Regions from separate parts of the Rattus norvegicus genome. Here region 1 is linked to region 2. Evidence: chromatin contacts called from public Hi-C data. All regions are on one chromosome and are shown on one strand. Each heading gives the region's core, a stretch centred on a gene start, on an enhancer-like site or on the middle of the called end of the contact. The rest is flanking DNA. Distances are from core to core; before and after follow the strand shown. Region 1 holds the start of Prkar2b (protein kinase cAMP-dependent type II regulatory subunit beta). Region 2 overlaps Prkar2b (protein kinase cAMP-dependent type II regulatory subunit beta).

Evidence for each region. Hi-C and Micro-C count contacts between places; a contact is called where the count stands out from the background.
Region 1: a contact with region 2 is called in a Hi-C map of frontal cortex, with 2.0 times the contacts expected there. The contact joins the promoter of Prkar2b here to the enhancer-like site in region 2.

What each region holds. Positions count from the first base shown.
Region 1 is chr6:54,380,106-54,383,683 of GRCr8, forward strand. Prkar2b (protein kinase cAMP-dependent type II regulatory subunit beta) reads right to left here and starts at 1,306. Exons shown (of 11, transcript NM_001030020.1): 1 at 1,001-1,306. The coding sequence starts at 1,301.
Region 2 is chr6:54,325,519-54,329,311 of GRCr8, forward strand. All of the region lies in intron 2 of Prkar2b (protein kinase cAMP-dependent type II regulatory subunit beta), which reads right to left. Among named protein-coding and RNA genes, the nearest start is that of Hbp1, 44 kb to the left of the region's middle. Within about 2 kb of position 1,828, at least 12 of the 93 cell types and tissues checked have an H3K27ac peak or open chromatin away from gene starts, as enhancers often do.

The DNA of each region.
Region 1 (3,578 bases), core at 56-2,555, 54 kb after region 2:
GCATGCACGCTCGCCTTACACCACAAAGGAAAACACTTGCACATTTTGCACACCACGGCATTTCAGCCTGGGTTCCTGCAAAACATATGATTTGGTCATAATGTGTAAACATGCGTGTGTGTCTGGTGTGTCAGGGAGAGGTTGGTAAGCATAAGGGGTGGGACTCGCTAAAAACAGCTATTTAAGAAACCTTTCTCTCCCATTCATTCTTTCTAGCTTCAGTCTCTGGCGTGGTCTTTAGTTGCTCACTGGCTTTTTCATTAAGACAACCAACAAAGCTCTTAGAACTTCCCATGGTGCTATTTTTCCCACACACACTATAAAAAAAAAATCAAAATCATTCAATATATATTTTGTATCTTCTTTAAAGGAAATTGGCTTATTTCCTCATTCCAAAGACCCCCTAGGTATCAGGCTAAATATGATCCTTTGTTACATGTCCAAAAATATCTCCACCACATGGTATTGGAAAAACTGGAAAATAAATTATTCGTATTCCAAGAATGTCACAGCTATTATCGTTAATTTGTATTACCTCGGCGAGTCCGATTTCACACTCTTCTCACTGATTCCTACATGGTTCGCCTTTTCTCCCTGAACACTCCATTAACAAATCTAAGGGCTGAAAGGAGGACACCAGGCGCCCTTCATGCACAATGGTACTCTCCAAGCCTTTGACATCTTCAACCACGGGAAAGTTAACCTTCTAGCAAGATGCCCACCCCAAATCGCCCCGGGGAGAAAGGTGACAGAGGGGCAGCGGGAGCGCAACCTCTTATTTCTCCACCTCCAGAGAAAGGGAGAGCATGACAAGAGAGCTGAGTAGGAAGGTGGGCGAGTGGGAGCGACCGAAATGGGTGCTGAGGAGGTGGGCGGAATGGGAAGGTGGAGAGCACCGGGAAGGTAGGGAGCTCAGCACAGGGTTCAAGAGCAAGGCGGGGTTCGAGAGTGAGACGGACGTGGCGGCCAGGGCTCAGGGTGCGAGGGGTCCGGTCCTCACCGTTGAACGCCCCTGCTTCCGCGGCCTCCTCCTCTTCGCCGTTCTCGGAATCGGAGCGCATGGGCTCCTCCGCGAAGTTGACACCCTTACTGGGGGTTCCGCCCCCGGCGGCTGCGCCCGCGTCCCCCCAGGTCCTGCCCTCATGGCCGAAGCGCGCGGCGCCCTTGCGCTCGTTCTCCTGCTGCAGCCGCGTGAAGTGCTGCAGCGCGAACTCCAGCAGGTCGGCGGGCTGGTGCCTCAGCACCTCCACCGTGAAGCCCTGCAGCAGCTCCGTGAGCCCCGCGGGGATCTCGATGCTCATCCTGCCTGTGCACGCCGAGGCGCCTGGACGCCGCCCTCGCCTCCTATCCGCGGTCGGGTCTTGGGCTGCGCGGCCCCCGAGCGAGCGCCCCGGGCGCTACGGGCTGCGAGCGCGGCGCACTGGGCCCCCGGCGAGGCTGCTCCGTGCGGCGGCGGCGGCAGAGCGAGCACAACCCGGGGAGGGTTGGCAGCATCTCCAGCTCCTCCCGCTCCCGCTCCCGCCGCCGCTGCACCGCCCCCCCCCCGCCCGGCGCCCCGCCCCCGCCCGCGCGCCCACGTGATCCCCGGAAACCATGGCAACCCGGCGGGCGGGAGCGCTGCCGCCTCTCAAGTGGCCTAAGGGTGGAGGCAGCGGGCGCCTGGGGCGTGGGGCCGAGGCCGCGCGCTCCACCTGAGCTCCTTGGGCAAATCCCACGCTTCTTTCTGCCCAGCCCACTCAAAGCTGGTGCCGCGCCATTCGTTCTGAAACTTCAGCCTCCACATTGGTGGCTTTTTCTTTTCCTTGAATCCAGCGGCAAGAGAAATGCGCGTGGTGTCTTTTGTTAGTCACACAGCCTTACCTATATCCTCTTCTGGATATAAGATACTGCCACTTGTTTGTTACATGTTCTTTCACTAGGTTTTAGTCCGCCTTTTAGCCTCGGAACTGTGGTGATAGTTTGCCTTACTGATGCTCTGCCTTGCGGGCTTGGTGCATTTCCTACTGGTTACTGAGACAAAGGCCTGCATTTACTGTGAAGCACTTACCGAAGTTAGTTGATACCTTTCAGACAGGATACCGGGAAGTCAGGGCAGATAGTCAGACAACAAAGGGTGTGTTGCCTGATTAGCCTCTTGTTGCTTATTTTTAAAACCTTTCCTGACATTTTGAGTCATTTCAATTAAATCTCCAAGATTCGAATATAGCAGCATAAAGAAAAGGAGAACTACACACTTGTGCTTTTTAAAGAAAGCCCTTGTCTTTAAAACGAGCCTATTCTGAGAATTTGGAAACAGAAAAAAATATTATCTTTTGCCAAATCAAATGCTGTTTAAATACACATACTTCACTTTCTACGATGCTCGTTTCATTGTTAAAGCCGTCCAAGTGCAAACTCACTTAGCTATTCTCTCTTGAGTTTTATTTTATTCCCTTAGTTATTCTCAATTTCCTTTCTGTCCACACAAAATAAAAAATGTGTGACTCACAAAGCCCAGAAGCTAGAAATAAGAAAATACCATTTCGGGGCTGGGGATTTAGCTCAGTGGTAGAGCCCTTACCTAGGAAGCGCAAGGCCCTGGGTTCGGTCTCCGAAAAAAAGAACCAAAAAAAAAAAATACCATTTACCATTTCACTTTATTTTTTAAATGCATCTTACCCATTTGTTTACAGCGTTTATCTTGTACTTTTTCAGTGCATTTCTCAAGTTCAGTTTCTTAACCTCATGATAATAATGCCATTAAAAAAATAACATACTTCTAAATCGTAATTGTGGAGTGTGTAAGAAATAAACTCAGACAATGTGGTGATTGTCACAGGACGCCATAGGGAACATACTATTAGTCAAGCTCCCAACCATAATGTTTTACAGATCCAATAATCTAGGATGTATTTCTATCATTTATAACGATGTTTACATTATGATGACCATTGCTCAGATGCAGCAGAAAATGCAAATCAGACTAGTTTTAAGATTTTATTTCTCTGACTCGTAAAGTGAGCTATGGAAGGCCTTTGTGCTACTCAATGGCAATTAAGGATCCACACTCATTCAGGCTCACTGCTGTGTGATTCTGACTTTATGGCTGTTCCACCACCAGTCACTAACAGGAAAGTGGGAAGGAGACGGGAGCATCCCTCCCACAGCAAACACTCCTCATCTTTTGGCTAGAACTTTTGGCCACACAAATTTTATATTTTCTGAAAGTGAGTAATGGTGACTTCCAGCCCCTGGGCTCTTCCATAAAACAACTTTGCAATTCCTAAGCCCGGAGTGGAGCATGAGTGGGATTGTGACTGCCTTGACCAGTGGTGATGTTAGAACACTCTAGCCCTCTGATGGGTGCCCGGCCAAAGTTCTGATCCATGGAGTTGGTGAGCACTTAAAAAAAGGAGGAGGGGAGTTGGGGATTTAGCTCAGTGGTAGAGCACTTGCCTAGCAAGCGCAAGGCCCTGGGTTCGGTCCAAGTCCTGTAAAAAAAAAGGAGGAGGTATATGTTAGCCTTGAAATTTTGGGGTAGTTCATTGCACAGCAATAGCAATTGCACACCACAGTGGGGAGATTGGGGGAAGACATTC
Region 2 (3,793 bases), core at 578-3,077:
CTTGAGCTTGGGTCTCAGACACCCAGCAGAAACAGCATTTCTTGAGAAAAGGTTCATATTTAAAGACCTCCAATGATAGATACATAAAGTCAGAATGCCAAGTTAGTAAGTAACTTCCCGGATGAAATACGAAGTCAGCATGACCAGTCAGTTCTCTCTGGGCCGGAAAACCATAATTAAGGAGTTGCCTGGTGATTAGGAAACAGAAAGTTAAGAATCTGTCAAACAATATCTGGCTAGATAGCGCATGTGAGCGTGCACGCGTGCACCCGCACACACCCACACACTGTTATCATTAGCTAACATAGCTTACACACTTTAATTGGGCTACAACTTTCCACAGGGGTGAAAACCTCTTCTAGGTGAGGCTCTGCAACTTTCCGTCTCCATGAATGACAGCCAGATAGGGAATGGGATGGCTATATCATTTGTACAATGCAAAAAAGGAAAGAAAAGCAAGGGCCTTTTAACAAAATTCGTAGACTTCACAGAGGAAGACAGAGGAGAAAAGTCAATCCAAATGGAGGGTGTTTGGGAGCATTCACACTGTGAAGGTAGCTAGCTCAAATGACCAATATTCAACAGGAGATGAAGCACCTAACGGTTCTCCATGTCCCCTGACTCATTAGTGTTATCTTAAATTTCAGTTCACAGAAAGCATTTTCTGGTCCTGTGGTTCCAAACTGCTGGCCTTGGAAAAAAAATCTGTCATTTTGTAAGCAGCTTATCAATTGTGTCCTCATCAATCACTTAACACTCCTCTCATTTGAGCATCTTTATCATCAATGTGTGTTTGTGTTGGGTCATCAGTTTCCCTGGAGTACTTGCCAATATTTGAGACCGATTCTTGGCACTGCTGCAGTTGTCTCACTGACTAGAACTGACCTCCTATACAAATGTCACTCGAACCTCTGAAAGGTTGCAGCGGTAGGCCTTACAGTCCGCAGAGCCATCCTGCAGTCTCCTTTCATTAGAACTCACCTCATTTTCTCCCAAGCTACCCCTTCTCTCCAGCCACATGTTAAAAGTCAGATCAAGAGTCATGGGTTGTGGCTATGGGACAGTGGGACAGGGCTTACATGGTACCCATGAGGCCCTGAGTTTAATCTCTACCACCACAAACTTCCCCTAACACACCCACAAATTGGGGTTGGAGAGGGGCAGATCTTAACCTTTCACCCACACAGAGCTAATTTAGGTGCATTTGTTTCAGAAAGGACGTTTTGTGCTCCTCCAACTGTGGGAGGACTCACTGTCATAACATACTATGTTCTTTCTAACATGGTAAAATGTGTTTGTCTCACGGTCCTGTAGGGGACGGCTGGGTATTGCTGCTCCCTAGCAGGGACAGGGCAAACTGCCTGGCTTGATGGACATGGGAAAGACTTGCTAATGAGCGATCTTCCATGGTCCTTGAGAATGGGACGCTGTTTCTAGTAGCTTCCAGTGTCACAGACTGTCAGACACGTTCTAAGTAGATTAATGAGAAGCTGACTGGGTTATTTGTTCAAGAAATCGGGACCAAGGAATAAGTAAAGAAGGGGTTTCCATCTTATTCACTAAAAAGCATAGAGATTAAGGAATTTGGTAAATATTTGTGTAAAACAAATGAATGCTGGGCTGTCTGGATGGTCTGTCAAGATGGTCTCCATGTAGCCTGTGCTGCCTCCTATTCTACCAGATACACAATCGCCCTGTATCTTCCAGACAATCTGAAACTCATCCTCAAACTGTATCCTTTACTCTTTGGCAACTAAGCCATAGAGGGAGACAGTCTTAAGATATATTTAAATTTCACTGTTCTACTGCACATATGTGTTTGGATAGTATCCTGGTTGTTGAGAATGGTCTAGGAATTCAAGCATATCCCCACACTGCAGAGAGAGTGTGCACCCTGGTGCAGCCAGACAACTGTCACAGATTGCAGAACAGACAGCAGGAGGAGATCTGTGCCGACTCTGCATCCTGCCGAACTTGGCCTTCAGTCTCCTCGTGAGCTCTATTTATAGTGTGGCAGACAAAGGGTTATGCCAACTCCGAGGTTTGTTGTGTTTTTTATAAAAGGAAGATCCCTCTTCACTCTGCCGGTTATCTTTGTGATTCAATAGTCAGATAACCTGACATTAGACATGAATATAGCCCACGCTAGCATCTTGGTTGTCAAAGAATAAAGAACTCCATTGGGTGCTCGCTGATGCTGTATTCTACACAATATGTCCTCCATAAATATTCATCGTAAGAATGACAGGCAAATATGGCCTCAACACAAAGACTTTGTGAGTCTTTGTTTCAGAGATCTTTTAATCTCAAAAATTATTGTCTTCTATACAATACACAAAAGTTAATTTTGTGTGTGTGTGTGTGTTCTCAATGCACTTGGGTTTTTGCATACACATTTAAATAATAATTAGCTTAAAATAAAGTACATATAAAAAAGCACAGGTGTATTAAACAACAGAAGTCTCACTCAAGACTGCTGAACTTCGCTTACTGGAGTGGAAATGCCCTACTATCTGAGAAAAATACTTTTATCTTTTATAATTATCAGTGAAGGCAAGTGTCTTACCAGATCAGATGGTTCCGGGGATGGGGGAAGCACAAAATATACACCAAATGCATACGATGCACAATGTCCTACAGTTAAATCTCAGAGGCAAGGAGGGTGATAAAGAGACTGAGAACGGGGCTGGGGATTTAGCTCAGTGGTAGAGCGCTTACCTAGGAAGCGCAAGGCCCTGGGTTCGGTCCCCAGCTCCGAAAAAAAAAGAACAACAACAACAACAAAAAAAAAAAAAAAAAGAGAGAGAGAGACTGAGAACACCAGTACGAAATGCACGTGCTCAGGAAAGGAAGGGAAACAGTGAGGTGACACCACAGGCTCCCTGCAATACCCATCTACAGGGCAGTCTGGTATATACATATCTGTTCTCCGCCATCAGGAACTATCTGCTTTAGGTAGTGTTTCTATTGCTGTGATATCACTATTGCTGTGATAAGACACTATGACCAAGTCAACTTGGGAAAGAAAGCGTTCACTTATTATAGCCTCTAGGATTTCAGGGCAGGAGCTCAAAGCATAAAGCTGGAGTCAGGAATGGATGCAGAGGCTGCAGAGGGGTGCTACCTACTGGCTGGCTCCTCGAGGTTTGCTCAGTCTGCTTTCTTATAGAACCCAGGACCCCCTGCCGCTAGGTCCTTCCACAGCAATCATGAATCTCTACTGAAGGAACAGAGCCATAAATTGGTCCCCAAGGACACTCTACTATACTCGCAGATCACTCTACTCTGTTTCTTGTTCATCATCATTAGAGAAGCTCCCTCCTCAGCAGGCAGAAACAAAGACCCACAACTGGACAAGGTGCACAGAATCAGAGACCTTGGACTACTAAGTCCTAATGAGGTGTCTCCATCAAATCTCCTTCTGGGGGCCCAGGGAACTTTGTGAAAGAAGAGAGGGAAGACTGTTAGAGCCAGTGCGGATGAAAGATGCCAAGAAAACAGAGCCTTCCAGACACAAGTGCTGACACATACCCACAGAGACTGTGGCAGCATGCGCAGGCCTGAGCCAGAAGGGGTCCTATGGCTGAGAGGGGACGTAGGCACAAGCCCCCTTCTCTAACCTTGTATGGGGGTGCATGTCCATAACTTCACCTCAGAGGCGACTGAGGCAGGAAGAACTTGAGTCTGAAGTCAGCCTGGGGTACTGTGATGGCTTAAATGAGAATGCTCCCCATAGGCTCCTATATTTCCATTCTTGGTCCCCAGCTGAGGTACTGTTTGGAAGGATTAGGAA